2 separate regions of the Anas platyrhynchos genome follow, and region 2 is linked to region 1. Evidence: chromatin contacts called from public Hi-C data. All regions are on one chromosome and are shown on one strand. Each heading gives the region's core, a stretch centred on a gene start, on an enhancer-like site or on the middle of the called end of the contact. The rest is flanking DNA. Distances are from core to core; before and after follow the strand shown. Region 1 overlaps LOC110352457 (a long non-coding RNA gene). Region 2 holds the start of WASHC5 (WASH complex subunit 5).

Region 1 (6,112 bases), core at 951-3,450:
TTATTTTTGAATGTTGCTGTGGTCACATTATGCCCAGAGAAGAGCCAAGAGTGTAACACTGAGGGAACGGAGAGAAATCTTCAGTAAGAGGATTCAATGTTTCATACCTTCTAAGTACAGCTAGTGCTTATGGTTGAACTTAAACTCTAGCACAGACTGCCAGTTTCCAGGAGAAAAAAAAAAAAAAAAAAGTAGGTGCAGAAATGACTGGTCTAATTTCTGCCATATTCTTCTTTGTAAAATTATTTTTGTGGCTAAGTGACTGAGGATAAATGGACCTGATTTGCAACATACGGCTTAGAGGGGGCCTTAATAGATCTGATTCACACAACTATTTGTTTTCAGAGTGATACATCCTTTCTAACCATACCAAATAACCCACTTGCTCTTTGTATTTTTGGGAAAATAGCCACAGAAATATCTATAGATATTTCAAACGTTATTTTTCCTGACTATTTAGAGAATTTGGATAAGAAAATTTTAACAGGGAAGACCTCCTCAAACTGTTCTAGTGGCCAGGTTCAGCATCTGCTCTAAGCATTGGAAGACTGATTGAAGACCTGCTTCAAAGCAGGTGAACAAACCTGAAGATACCAGAGCTCAGTAAGAACTCTAGCTCATTAAGCTCCAGCTTCAAGAGGAGGGCTTCCAGACTTCGCCTTCCAGAGAGGGCTGATCCAATAAGTTTTGTGTTTTTTTGTTTTTTTTTTTTTAAACACTGGTGGAGCTGGCCCCAAAGTCAGGAAAAAGGAAGTAGATATCCAAGTCCTTTGTATTAGGGGGACTTGGGTGGATCCACGAATATTCAGCAGCAAGAAAAAAAAGAAAAATCTGGGGATTTTCAGTTATTCCTGGGTAAGTAGCATCTTCACAAGGACCTAAATTATCTAATAAATGCTTGAAATAGGTGGATGTGGGTTAATATTTTCTCAAGTTCCAAAGATTTTAAGAAGGCATGCTGTTACTTGCCTTTACCAAAAGAGGGTTGTGATGCCAAGCACACTACACTTGCAATGCACAGAAGGATTTTTTTGGTCAGAATGTTGAGTGGCCAATCTGAACTGTCAGAGCCTGTGTACATTTGGTCAAGAAATTATATAGGAATACAATATTTAATGACATATCTGATATTTCCTGTATGTACTGACTCCCTTGGCAAAAAGAGCCCTCTTGCAGTGGTGGTATAAATTTCTCTGATCCCTGACAAAACATTAAGATAGAAAGGCCTATGACAATGCAAAGAAAAGGGTCATTAAAATAGTTTTGACTCAAAAAGTTCAGGGTGAGTTTGCAGTAAAAGTTTGCGAGTGGGAAATGATGCATTTCTCATTAAGTCCAAACCAGTTCTCCTGTCCCTGTTGATGATGTGCCCTTGTTTCAAACCAATTAAACGGGAGCTAATCTCTCTTGGTTTGAGACATGCTGTCTTTGTTACGTATAGTTTCTTTTGTGCCAAAAGTCCTAATGGATTTTTTGTAACCTACATCCATACTGGAGAATAATCATCTCTGTACAAACACAGAAGATCTGGTTCCTGAACCAGACAACTTTGAACTTGATTCAGGGCCAAATGAGGGAAAACTGAAAGGCTCCCATTGACTTCACTGAGTATTAGATCAGGCTGTCACTGTCTACATTCAGTCAAGGACATACAGCAGCTAATTTAAGGCCTATATTGTGAATGGGCTGAAAAGCACAATGACAATGCAGTACACATTCTTTTTAGCACCTGTCTTTGGTGAAGGGTGGCTGAAAAACTTCGTGGAAGAAGAGTTTTAAGAACAAATTCAGAACAATGACCATTCAACCTTGCTTGACTCTAATAGAGATCTCAGAAACACTTTTTCTGGGAAGTGGATAGAGTATCACAGGATTAATTAAAAAAATAAAAATAAAAAAATACAGGTTGAGATGAACCAGATTGACACATAAATGGCATGTAACTTCAAATACTTCTGCACTTGGACTTCTGAGTGATGCCTATGTTGTTCAAAATACTCCGGGAGATTCCTGATTGGAAAACCACACAGCCCTGCAAGCAAGGCAGCTAAGAAATAAGTATAATTTCAAAGGTAAAGTGGGTTTAAAGGGTTCATTCTACAAGCATCCTTGTAAATGTGCTGTGCCGTAAATATCCAGCTCCTTTAACCAACTCTTCAGTTCCTGGGAGTCAGGCCTGAACACAACTCACGGTGATACACCACCACCATGTGGTCGTTGCCAGGAAAAAATAAACTATTATGGAATAGTTGGGAGGAACTTGGGCCGATGTTTCAAAACTTGGGAGATATTTAGTTACTGTGGTAACAGAAGATCCTAAAGCACTTGGCCACTATTATTTAATGTGTTGTCAGCAGTTTCCAACACTGCTATAATGTGAACATTTACTGGGTATGTCTGTGAACAGTGAGACAGAAAATCCATGCTTTTCCAACCTCTGGTCCCCAGGCCTGAAGTAAAGCCAGGCACAGAAGGAGGTACTCATGCACCGTCAGGTGATGTAGTCCTTCAGCATTTTAACCTCTCTGGACATCCTTGTAATAGGTTCTGGAATGGCTGGGACTGAGTAAAGAGATTGTCTGCATTGCTGGGAACAGCTTGGGGTATTCTTTTTCAAGGCAGCAATAGCATTCTTTGAAAATACTTCCTTAATATGTGCTTTAGAGGCAAATACTGCATGGTGATATTGTTTTGTTATGGTTTTCCTGTAGAGTTTCTAATTCATTTTGAGTTCCAGAGATATCTGGGAAAGGTCGGGGAGGTTTCCACTTTTATTAGGGTTGGGTGGGAAGCAGCACCTTGAAATATCCCTTTCTGTAGGGGGAAAGGGATTTCCCCTATGCAGAAGGCTGAGCGCTCTTTTTGCTTAGTGAGAGGGATCGCATTCCTTATTCTGATTTTGACAAATACTGTTATCATCCTTACTGCGGTCTGTAGGACTTTCCAGAGGGGAACAAGAAACAGACTTTATAGACAGTTTCTGCAACACATTTTTCTGTTGCTTTTCTTTTGTGGTTAGTAACTGCAGGGGGATGAGGACCCAGCCTACTCTGGTCTTTGAGGAGTTTTTCAGGTTATGCATTAATTGTCTATGCAAAGATAAGGCTCTGGGCTCCTTGCCTTATTCCTATTATTATTATTATTATTATTATTATTATTATTATTATTATTATTATTATTATTATTATTATTTTCCTTGTCTTCACAATCCCAAACTCTTTTTTACTGGGGGTTTTAATGAACCTCCAAACACAAGTCTTTGTCAAATATATTAGTAAGGCACTTCTATGTGATGGATCCAGACGCATCTTCAAAGCAGAGTAAGGCAGCTGTTCCTCTTTTTCAGACTCTGTAGCGTAAAAGAGCCTTTAAGCAGAGACCCTGAAAGAAAAGCATCCTGACCTTCTATTGTAGAGCCATGCAGGGATTTTTGCTTCCAAAATACTAACCACTTGCACAGGTACATAATAGCAAGGAGGAGATATGTAACCATACTGCAGGAATATATCCAACCACACCAATAAATAACTCTGTTTGAACTATTTATCTGGTCTTCTAATAGCTCACTGCTTCACATGTATTTTCCTCCCATCTTTATGGGCCTAACTCTGGAAGGTGCAGATTGGTTTTCGCATGCCTGAGGGTGTGGAACTGTAACGAAGCTTTTCTCTGCTCTAACAGCTTAACCTCTCTTTCTCTCTGCAGCAGTGGTGCTCTTTAATAAAAGTGCTGGGATGTGGATAGAAGGCTTTCTCAAGGGCAACATCTCTCCCTTATTTCTGCTTCCAGTCACCTCCGTCATATTTTCCCCTGAGTGACCCCCTTAGGAGGCTGCAATGCCCAGACACCAGGAACTTCACTGAGGCTTCTGTCTCTGACTCCCTGAGTTGTAATTTGTGGTGCCTGCAGATACTGGATATCCATTTGGGATTTAATTTGCATGGGAAAGGAATTAAAGCACCTCTTTTGTGTATGGTCCCTCCACAGCCTTTAACTGAGTCAGAGGTTAAGCGTAAATCCCAGGGAAGCACACCAAGACTCAGACTGTCCATTATTAATCTATTTTCTGATATACTTTCCAGCACCTATATTGAATTTTGGGAAGATATAGATCTGAAGAACCCACTGTGCAGTAATTGGCTTTCACAGTAGTTGTGTCGTTTAGGAGAAGGATATTTGGGTCAGACTTACTGAGCAGGGACTGTCTCCTCAATCACAGGCACTCTGGAAAAATAAAATGAGAAGGAAGAAGGGAGTACTGGGCAAGAAATCAGGTATGAAGTCTTGGTGTGGTAGTCTAGTAAAAATACTAGTGTTATAGTAGAGATTTTTGCCTCTGGCACCTTTTGTGGTACTACAGGAATCATATATACAATTCAATTCCCCAGGTTTTAAAAAGGATGTTAAGTGAGAAGAGATAGTAGAGAACTATATATGTTATCTATTCAAAGGCTGAAGAGTGATACTTTTATTGACAGGCTTGGAGAGCTCTATTTGCTTATCCTTTATCCAAAAGGATATTGCGAGCCCCATAGTGCATCTTTCTAAACGTGTCAGTCAGGGGAACACATTAACTGATGTGGAGGCAAGAGGAAGGGAGTGATGCTGCCCTTCGTGGAGTTTTCTGTCCATGGTTCATCACGTGTACTGCATAGTACTGCTGCAAGAAATGTGATCGGAGTGTGTGATCACCTCTGAGGGGAGAAAAGCAGCAGGTTTCAAAATCTTTTTAGTAGATGGCATACAAAGAATTCATGGTTGAATGCAAAAACAGGATGAATTCAAATGATAATGAGGTAAGTATTTTGACGATGAAGGAGAATTTCCTCTGAAATGAACTGACAAGAACAATGTATCTGCCAGCTCTTGATACCCTCACATCCAAACTGGTGGTCTTTCTAAGGGGCAGACAAAAAGCGAAGAGAAGTCACTAAGCAAAATTTAAAGACAACTGAGAAGAAAATAACGGTATTTGGATGACAGGTGAGGAGAATTGACATCTCATAGCTTTTAATTAATACTTGTGTTAATACTTGAATCTTTGACACAGAACATTTTGAGCAACACCACACTTCTATTGTATTGGTAACTGCTAAAATAAGAACCACCTCTATCTGCTTTGTAAGTTTCTTGGGATTTTCAGGAAAAGAGTGAAAGATCTGTTCAAGCCACTAGAAAGACCTTCCTTCAATATCACTTCGGTCACAGGTCACACTCTCTCGTGTTCAGCAGTGCTAAGGCAGAGAATGATCGAAGATTTTGAAGATCTGCAGAGCTGTAGATCTTTCTCAGTCAAACTTCTGTCTACCTGTCCTTTCCACTGCTTCCATGAACAGTTCCTATTTTCCTCCACCCAGCTTCTAGCCATGAATCATCAAATCATTAGGTTTGGAAAAGCGCTCCAAGACCATGTGGTCCAACAATCACCCTACTACCAATATCACCCACTAAACCATGGACCTAAGTGAATAATAGAGAATCCCTGAACTTGAGGTCCATCCTGCTTCCCTGCTGGACTGATGGATCCAGCCTTCAAACATGGGTCCAGCTCATCCTTAGCCCACAAAATCCTGTAACAATACTTCAACATTTAACTGTGTGTAGGGGGAAGGGAGAGGTTGGTGAGAAAAGGCAGAACTTCATTTTCAAACCCACAGCTTAAAAACATTTGGTGCCCCTGGGTCTTGTGCTATGAAAAACAGTGGATAGTCTCTCTGAACTCTCCCTTCTATGATTCTGTTCACCTTTGTCTATTTACTTGTTTCTTGTATGGAAACTATTCTATGTTGTTGCTCATCCCTGTCACGCTTCTTTGAGTGCTTTCTAGTTCCACAGTCTGTTTTTAAGCTGTGATTGCCAGAGACACAGACAGCTCTAGACACATTATAGGATTTGAACATAATATCATAATGATGTTTTGTTTAATCTACTCTTTCTTCAGTGATTCAATTTGCCTCTTCCAGAGTCACTGCATGAACAATCACTACACAGTCATTGCGAGATCATTTCACTGCGTGTTGAAATCTGATTTAGAGGCCATCGCTGTATTTAGATACAGTTGTGTTTGTTTTTATTTGTGTTTATTGAGTTGGATTTATCAAAGCTATCTGTT
Region 2 (7,054 bases), core at 615-3,114, 650 kb before region 1:
AGCAAAATTTAAAGTTCCTTCAGGAAATAATAACCGAGGACTCAAGTCTTATATGATCAATACCCATCAAAATTTTCAGGCCAGATGACTCATCATACATTCTGAAAGACTGCTATTCTATGCATGCACTTAAAGTTGCTTCCCCTTCTTGCCCTAAAACTCTCAGCGTGGGTACTGGTTAAATGTATATTCTGCCTAGGGGCCTAAGCACAGCGTGCTCACCAGACTGTTTCTGCTCACTCAAATGAGTAAGATGAGGCTAAGTGTGACCAAAACTATACAAAATGCGAGACAGTCCAGAAGTGGAATGTTAGCATGCGAGCATATCCCAATTACTATCTCAGTCAGTAGATTTCTGGTAAGCACTAAGCAAATAGCAAGTCATTGCAGTCAATTCTGAAGCATGCTGGTAATAAACAGAGCACTCAGGAATGGCTATTTTGTAGCTCTTATGCTCTACCAAGACAACACTTTAAAGTGAAGTTTAACAACAGAATAAAAGGATTTACCTTAAAATAACTGAAATCAAATATGATATCTCCATACTTTTGTTGATCAGCCTTGTCCTTCAGCCTGAAAACACCAGGAATAAATTCTGAGAGTCTTAAGAGTTCTGCAATGATGGCATTTCCACAGGAGACAATCCGAAGAATTGCCTGACCACAGAGATTATTTTCAGCAAGAAAATCAACCATCGTGGAGCCGGAGGTGAACACGTAGCACAGGCCCTGTTAAGTCTGTTTCTGAACGTTAGTTTTCAGGTGATTTGAAGAAGAATGAGAAACCTAGCTGCTCCATCAGCAGTGCCTGTAAAAACAAAACCACACACATTCAGTGCTTCATGTTTGTATTTTTTATAGTTTAATCCATGCAGATTTTAAGCACAGGCTGAAATCTTTCAGTTGAAAGATAAATGCTCTGTTTAAAGCAGCTGGTGAAGTGAAAAAAGTGCATTTAAATCATCTTTAGTATATACCCAGCCTTTGAATCAGTCACCTGTGCAACCAGGCAAGACAAGCACGGTTTCTTGGACCAGAAAATCTGAAGAGAAAGGTTAAAGAATGAAAAGATCACAAATATCAAAGCAATTGATGCCAAACAGGAGATGGTAGCAAGGAAAACAAAACACGTTATGTGTCTATAATAGCTTAAAATACAAACGAAGTAACTGTAACGGGATTTAGCAAAACAAGGAAAACTTGTTGCAGCAAAAGGGCCAGCATTTGTGCTGCAGCCATTTATTTATTGACATTTTTTCCTTCAAGATATGCAGTACAGCACCGTTAAAACTAAGCTTTGATTTTTTAGGAGCCTTTACGGGAGGCTTCGAGATGACTTTAGTTTTTTAACCAAGACCTTTCCAAGCCCCTTGTGACAGCGGGGGCGCCCCTTCAGCCCCCTGACCCGACCCGGGAGCCTGCCCGTCCCGTCGTGTGGAGCCCTGCGGGGTGTAACAGGATGCAAACCCGATGCAACAGGACTGGGCTTCAAATTGCATCTCCCCCACTCCTTGTCGGGCTGTAGGGTGCCTTTTTAACCCGAATACCCCACCCAAGCCCCCCGAAACGCCCCCCCGGTGCAGCGCAGCCCCCTCAGCCCCGGGCGCTTCCCTATCCCTGTCCCTTCCCCTCAGCCCCGGGCACTTCTCCCGGCCGCCCTGCCAGGCCCTCCCTTGCCCCTCACCGCCTGGACGAGCCCCGGGGAGACCTCCTCGGAGCCAGCCCCATGCCTCAGGGCTGCCGACAGCGAGGCGAGCTCCGGCTTCTCCCCCCAAAAAACCCTCTTCCCCGCCGCGGCGGTGGCAGCACGGCGGGAGGCGGCGGCGGCCGTGCCCAGCCCTCCCATCACATGATGGCGCCGTCATGTGGAGAGGCGCCGGCTGATGAGGCGGTTCCGCCGCCTTCCCGGCCCGCCTCGCCAGCTCCTAGCACCGAGGGAAGGTTCGGTGGCCCTCGGGGACCCCTCCGAGACCCCTCCGGGCTGCAGCGGCTGGCTCTAGGTGAGCAGCGGGCGCTGCTGAGGGAGCCCCCCCCGCCCGCTCCGTGCCCCCTGAGGGGATGGAGGGGGACCGCTGCCCTCCGGGTGGGACTGGCGTAGGGCGGCCGGGAGGTCTCAGCTTGGGGTCAGGGGGCGAGATGAGGGGATGGAGGCATGGGGAAAGGAGCTTAATGCTTGGGGGGCTCCTCTCCACACCGCTGTGGGAGGGGAGTAGCGGCCCCATGGGGCAGGCGGTCACCCAGCAGCCCGGGAGGTGGGCGCCTCTGGGTCCCCGCCTCGCGTGTTGGGAGGGTGAAGGGTGAGGAAGCCAGGTCGCTTGCTCAAATCTCAAAGTTATGTGGTAGAAGATGAAGTGTAATTTGAGGTTTCTGCTCTGCAGCCCTGTTTGGACCATTTGGTCGCTTATCATGGAAAGAAACCTGCCTCGCTGCTTGCACTTGGTCGCTTTTTCAACTCTAGGTCTTGCTTGTGTCTTCCTGAGGTGAGGTGTGCTGGGGTGGGAGTTGCAAGAGGATGCACCCAGTTAAGACTTTTTCTGGCAAAAAAGGCTGAAAAGCTGTACAGGTTTACAAAACTGTACAGGTTTACAGCAGTAAAACCAGTGAGGATGTGGCTATTCCTCTGCTGGCAGCATGGACAGCTGCAAGCTGATGTTGAAGAATTCACTTAGACAATTTGAGAGGGAAATCTTTGGGATCAAAAACAATTTCTCTATATATAAAGCTTATTTTTCTTATATATATATATATACACACATACATATATACATATGTATGTATTTTTGTTTGAGAGAACTTACATTGTCTTTCAAAACACAAATTGAGATACAGTGGTTTATATACCAATACAGTAGTATGACCTAATATTGTAAACAGTAACTTAAGTTTCTGTTCGGCTTGGTCAGTGCTTCCACAAATCTTAAGAGAAAGAGGAAGCCCGTTTAATTTTGCACTATTGTTTTTTTCAGATTCCTGTCTTTCAGTGTATATCTGTGAAATTCCCAAAAGAACAGCGGCCTTGCTTGATTAGTCAGATTTAGCAGGTTCAGGAAGTCCATTAGGTTCTTGCTGTTAACTTTGATGCTCTAAATAGGCCCAGAAAGATAAAGCTGATCACATGATTTTGTGTGACTATTTAATGGTGTATGAAATTTGGAGCACAGAGGTTCTTTACAAATAGTCTTGGTAAGATAGCAAACAGCTGCTTAAAAAACCAAAGCTAAAATAATAGCAAATGCTTTAAGTTGTTCTATTAAATATATCTTGAAGAGCATCTTTTTATTTCTTTTTTTTTTTTTAAACTTTCACAGGGTTCTGTAAGGAACTTTTTGCATGTCTTCTGCTGTCAGTCTGACAGCATCCAGAGGTAACAATTGCTGTCTTTTGACAGGGAGAGCATGAGCTGAGCTTACTGGAGCAATTGTTGAAGACTGCTGCCTCTTCTCTGGCAAGATGCTCCTTTAGAACGGAAGGAGAGGAAGTTAGTTAATACGGAATTCAGAAATCCAAGTTGTGGCAAACGCAAAAAATCACTATATCGTTAAAAGCTGTTGTAAGCCCATGACCTGAAAGCAGTGTCATAAAAGATGGTCTTGAGTAGCCAAACACATTTTTGAAGCAGGAAAAAACCCAAAAAGATATGAAAGAAAACATTAGGAGAGGAGAGACTGTGATGGCAGGTACTCAGGTCTCACAATTTGCACGATGTTAATGAGGAACATGGCAATGTTATTCATGTTAGGATGAGCATAAGATGTAGTTCTGGAATCCCAGGGTAAGTAGTAGAGGGAGAGAGGGAGATACAGCCTTAGATATGCAAACCATGGGCAAAGCTTTATCCTTTAATAATTTGCATATTTCTGTTGGATTGTGGCCTGTCAAAGGCTTTTGTTGATATACCAACTCATCCCCTTGTAATTTTGGGTACTATTTAGATAAAATTTCTACTGTATATCAATTTTGGTTATGGATTCTGTTCTCTCCCTCCTTCAATACGATCGGAGTGTAGTCCCTGAAAATCTCAGTTACTGTTTACATGGACTGATACAGTATTTCTGTCTGTCCAAGACTTTTATAAACAAGTGTGTTTTTAAAGCTGAGCAGAAGTTTTCTTATCTCCTGGAGCTTAAAGTATAAAACTGTGCGCACTGGATCCTTGCTTCTTATAATACCTACATGTCGTCCAAGCAAGTTATGGTAAAGCATAAAAAAGGAAGGCTAGAAGCTGAAACTTTTGAGGGGAGATCACCAACTGATATGAACAGTGTGGATAGGGATGGCGTAAGCAAACTGACTTGAGGGTTACGTTAATGACAGAGGAGAAGCAGTTAATCCCAGGAAAGTTGTAGGTTGTGGGTCTGTATTGGGGAAGGTGATGGTAAAGAAGCAAACGTGATTCTCGTGTGATGCTGTTGTGTGCCAGTGGAACGTTGCTACTAACAACACAGTCTGTGACAACGTTGGGGTCAGCAGGCACCATTTGTAAGGTGGGCGTTTATTTAAAAATGATGTTAGATGATTTACTGCTGAATACATTTTTAGAGCATTTGCCCTTTATTTATTTATATTTTTCCCCACTGGATAAGCTGTTGAAACACGCTTGTAGATGGTGGGGCTGAATTTGATGTGAGAGTCATATTTCTTACCAGCCTGGCTGCTAGTGTGTCTAGAAAACGCAGGCAAATCTTGGGGCATGTGGGCTTTCTTCAGAGCTGAAATAGAGCAGTAATTTTCAAATTAGCATTATCACTGAGTTTAAATTTCATTGTGGTTTAGCAATGGAAATGAGCAGGTGAAAATGGCAAGTTGGTTTTTGGGGTTTAGTTTTGCTTAATATTTGCTTTATGTTGAATATGAAGGCAATTGAAAACCTCTGGTGAGTTGCAGTTCCACTGACACTTCAGAGAATCCTAGAATGGCTTGGGTTGGAAGGGACCTTAAAGATCATCTGGTTCCTACCCCTGCCCTGGGCAGGGACGCCTCCCACCAGCCCAAGTTGCCCAAAACCCCATCCAGCCTGGCCTTGAGCACCTCCAGGGATGGGGCATCCACAGTTTTCTCTGGGCAGCCTGTTCCAGTACATCACTCGTGAGCTAAGATTTCATCCCTGCTCTGTAGTGTTTCAGCCATCCTGTGAACACTGCTATTTGCACTTTTATCTTCCAAATTCTTCAGGTGTAAACTGCATTCAGAATGTTCTATCTGTTATTTCCAGAGTAACGATTTCAAGATGCCAGGGGCTGTAATTTCGTTCAACTCCGTGGACTCCTCTCTCTCATCTCTGAAAAACTGCCAATCTTACATAAATACTGGAATGGATATCGCCACTAACGTTGCCCTTGACCTCGTGGAAAGTTTCAGTAAGTAATTCCTCTGAGTATCTTCTATTGCATCCTGAATCTCACAGGTGAATCCTAGGTCTACATGTTTTGACTTTATTACAGTCATTATCTTTGTTGTAGGAACTGTAGCTCTGCTGGCTATACGGGGTGTTTTCATCCCACTTACTTCATTCTGTTCAATGATAAATCCAAGGAAAATGTAAATAGCAAGCAAACATTGTCAAAAAACAAAACAAAACAAAACATTGTTACAAAAAAAATTGTTACAAACATTGTTACAAAAAAAAAGCTTTTGTAACAACTCAGACTGACAATGTTCCAGTGTTTATTATCCTATCGCTTTGTAAAAACTCTGGTATTACTGAAGAAGATGGAGAAGGCCTTTTAAGGTGAATAAAATGACTTTTCTTTCTATTACTGCTTCTTTGTGTGTTTCATTTAATGTTTAGGGCAAGATATTTGAAATAATGCTAATGATTTTGAGTACAAAGCTTGAGACGCCTGTTAGGGGATGCAATTTTCTAAAATGCTGTCTGTTTCTCTGCTGAAAAACAGACCCTTTAAGTGTGCTTCAGTTTGGACATCTACAAACTGGGATACCATAAATCTCTAATCATTCCTAACAGTCTTGTCATTGCTATTTCACAGCAACAGGTGCAGTGCAAAGCTACTTTTCAAAGACAAATATTATATATTAAAATTTTACAAATATTACAAATATTCTGTAACTCCTTAGATCTGTGATAATATTTTCACTAGGAACAAAAAATCAAACCTTTAAAGCTTTAATTATGAGCAGAGAGTGAAAGTCCTCTAAAAGAAAAGATATGTCATTCATTATAAATCTTGCACTCAGCTAAGCGAAGGTTTCTGTACCATCAAGATGAATGCTTCTCTGGTTGTCTGGTGTGATAGTTCTCTCTCCTCTGACCTTTTTATCCATATTGCTGTCAGAGACAATTGACGTCCTGTTTCTGGATGGTAGAGGAAATGGAAAGCTTGTCTGAACAGTCAGCTGGGGATTCCCTTTGTGGCATGACGGGTAGAGCCAGTTCTGCTTCCTCGCTGCTTTTGCAGCCACCGTCCCTCCTACTTTTCCATAACAGATGGAAATGCACTGAACGTACTGAATTCCTGTAATCCCAGAATGATCTGCAGAAATTAGTTATTGGCGACAAAAGTTAGAAGTTTTGATTAATATCACCTTTCAGGTGAAGCCAAATGAAGCCCCTGTGGCATTCAGGTTTGGAGCCATGACAGGCAACTTAAGCTTCACTGTGCGGGTTTGCAGCTGAAGGTCTGTGCATGATACTCCTAGGAAATCTCAATCACCTTTCTCAATCTTGTCTTTCTCAATCACCTACTTCTGGCACATTAGTCTTTAATTACAACCCTAAAGTTATTTTGTCCACTTCATTCAGTAACCAAAAGGACCTTATGTAATATATTTTGCAGAGAGGGGAGTACTCTTGATGAGCTTCTTATGGCCATTGTAACAATTAAGTTATATCATGTGACTGGAAACAGCTCCCAGACCATAACATTAATTTTATTTTATCAGGGGTAACATCCTGTAGAATTGTAATTCTAGGATTATGAAGCATGACCTTTTAACATAGTCCGTCCCGTTGCGCTTGCAGAAAAGCTATTACAGACTTACTTTTGTAGTTTAAAAATTGTGTAGTTTAAATCCCTATGGTCTATGTGCTATGGTGT

The links. Hi-C and Micro-C count contacts between places; a contact is called where the count stands out from the background.
Region 2: a contact with region 1 is called in a Hi-C map of liver, with 5 times the contacts expected there. The contact joins the promoter of WASHC5 here to the enhancer-like site in region 1. A contact is called at or near these places in 3 of 8 Hi-C or Micro-C datasets (liver, skeletal muscle and subcutaneous adipose tissue).

The regions. Positions count from the first base shown.
Region 1 is chr2:10,700,064-10,706,175 of IASCAAS_PekinDuck_T2T, reverse strand. All of the region lies in intron 1 of LOC110352457 (a long non-coding RNA gene), which reads left to right. Among named protein-coding and RNA genes, the nearest start is that of LRATD2, 67 kb to the left of the region's middle. Within about 2 kb of position 2,200, at least 1 of the 8 cell types and tissues checked has an H3K27ac peak or open chromatin away from gene starts, as enhancers often do.
Region 2 is chr2:11,344,360-11,351,413 of IASCAAS_PekinDuck_T2T, reverse strand. It overlaps WASHC5 (WASH complex subunit 5), which reads right to left and starts at 1,864. Exons shown (of 29, transcript XM_072034312.1): 1 at 1,684-1,864; 2 at 510-807. The coding sequence starts at 695. It overlaps NSMCE2 (NSE2 (MMS21) homolog, SMC5-SMC6 complex SUMO ligase), which reads left to right and starts at 1,857. Exons shown (of 7, transcript XM_038173778.2): 1 at 1,857-1,999; 2 at 5,212-5,356. The coding sequence starts at 5,227.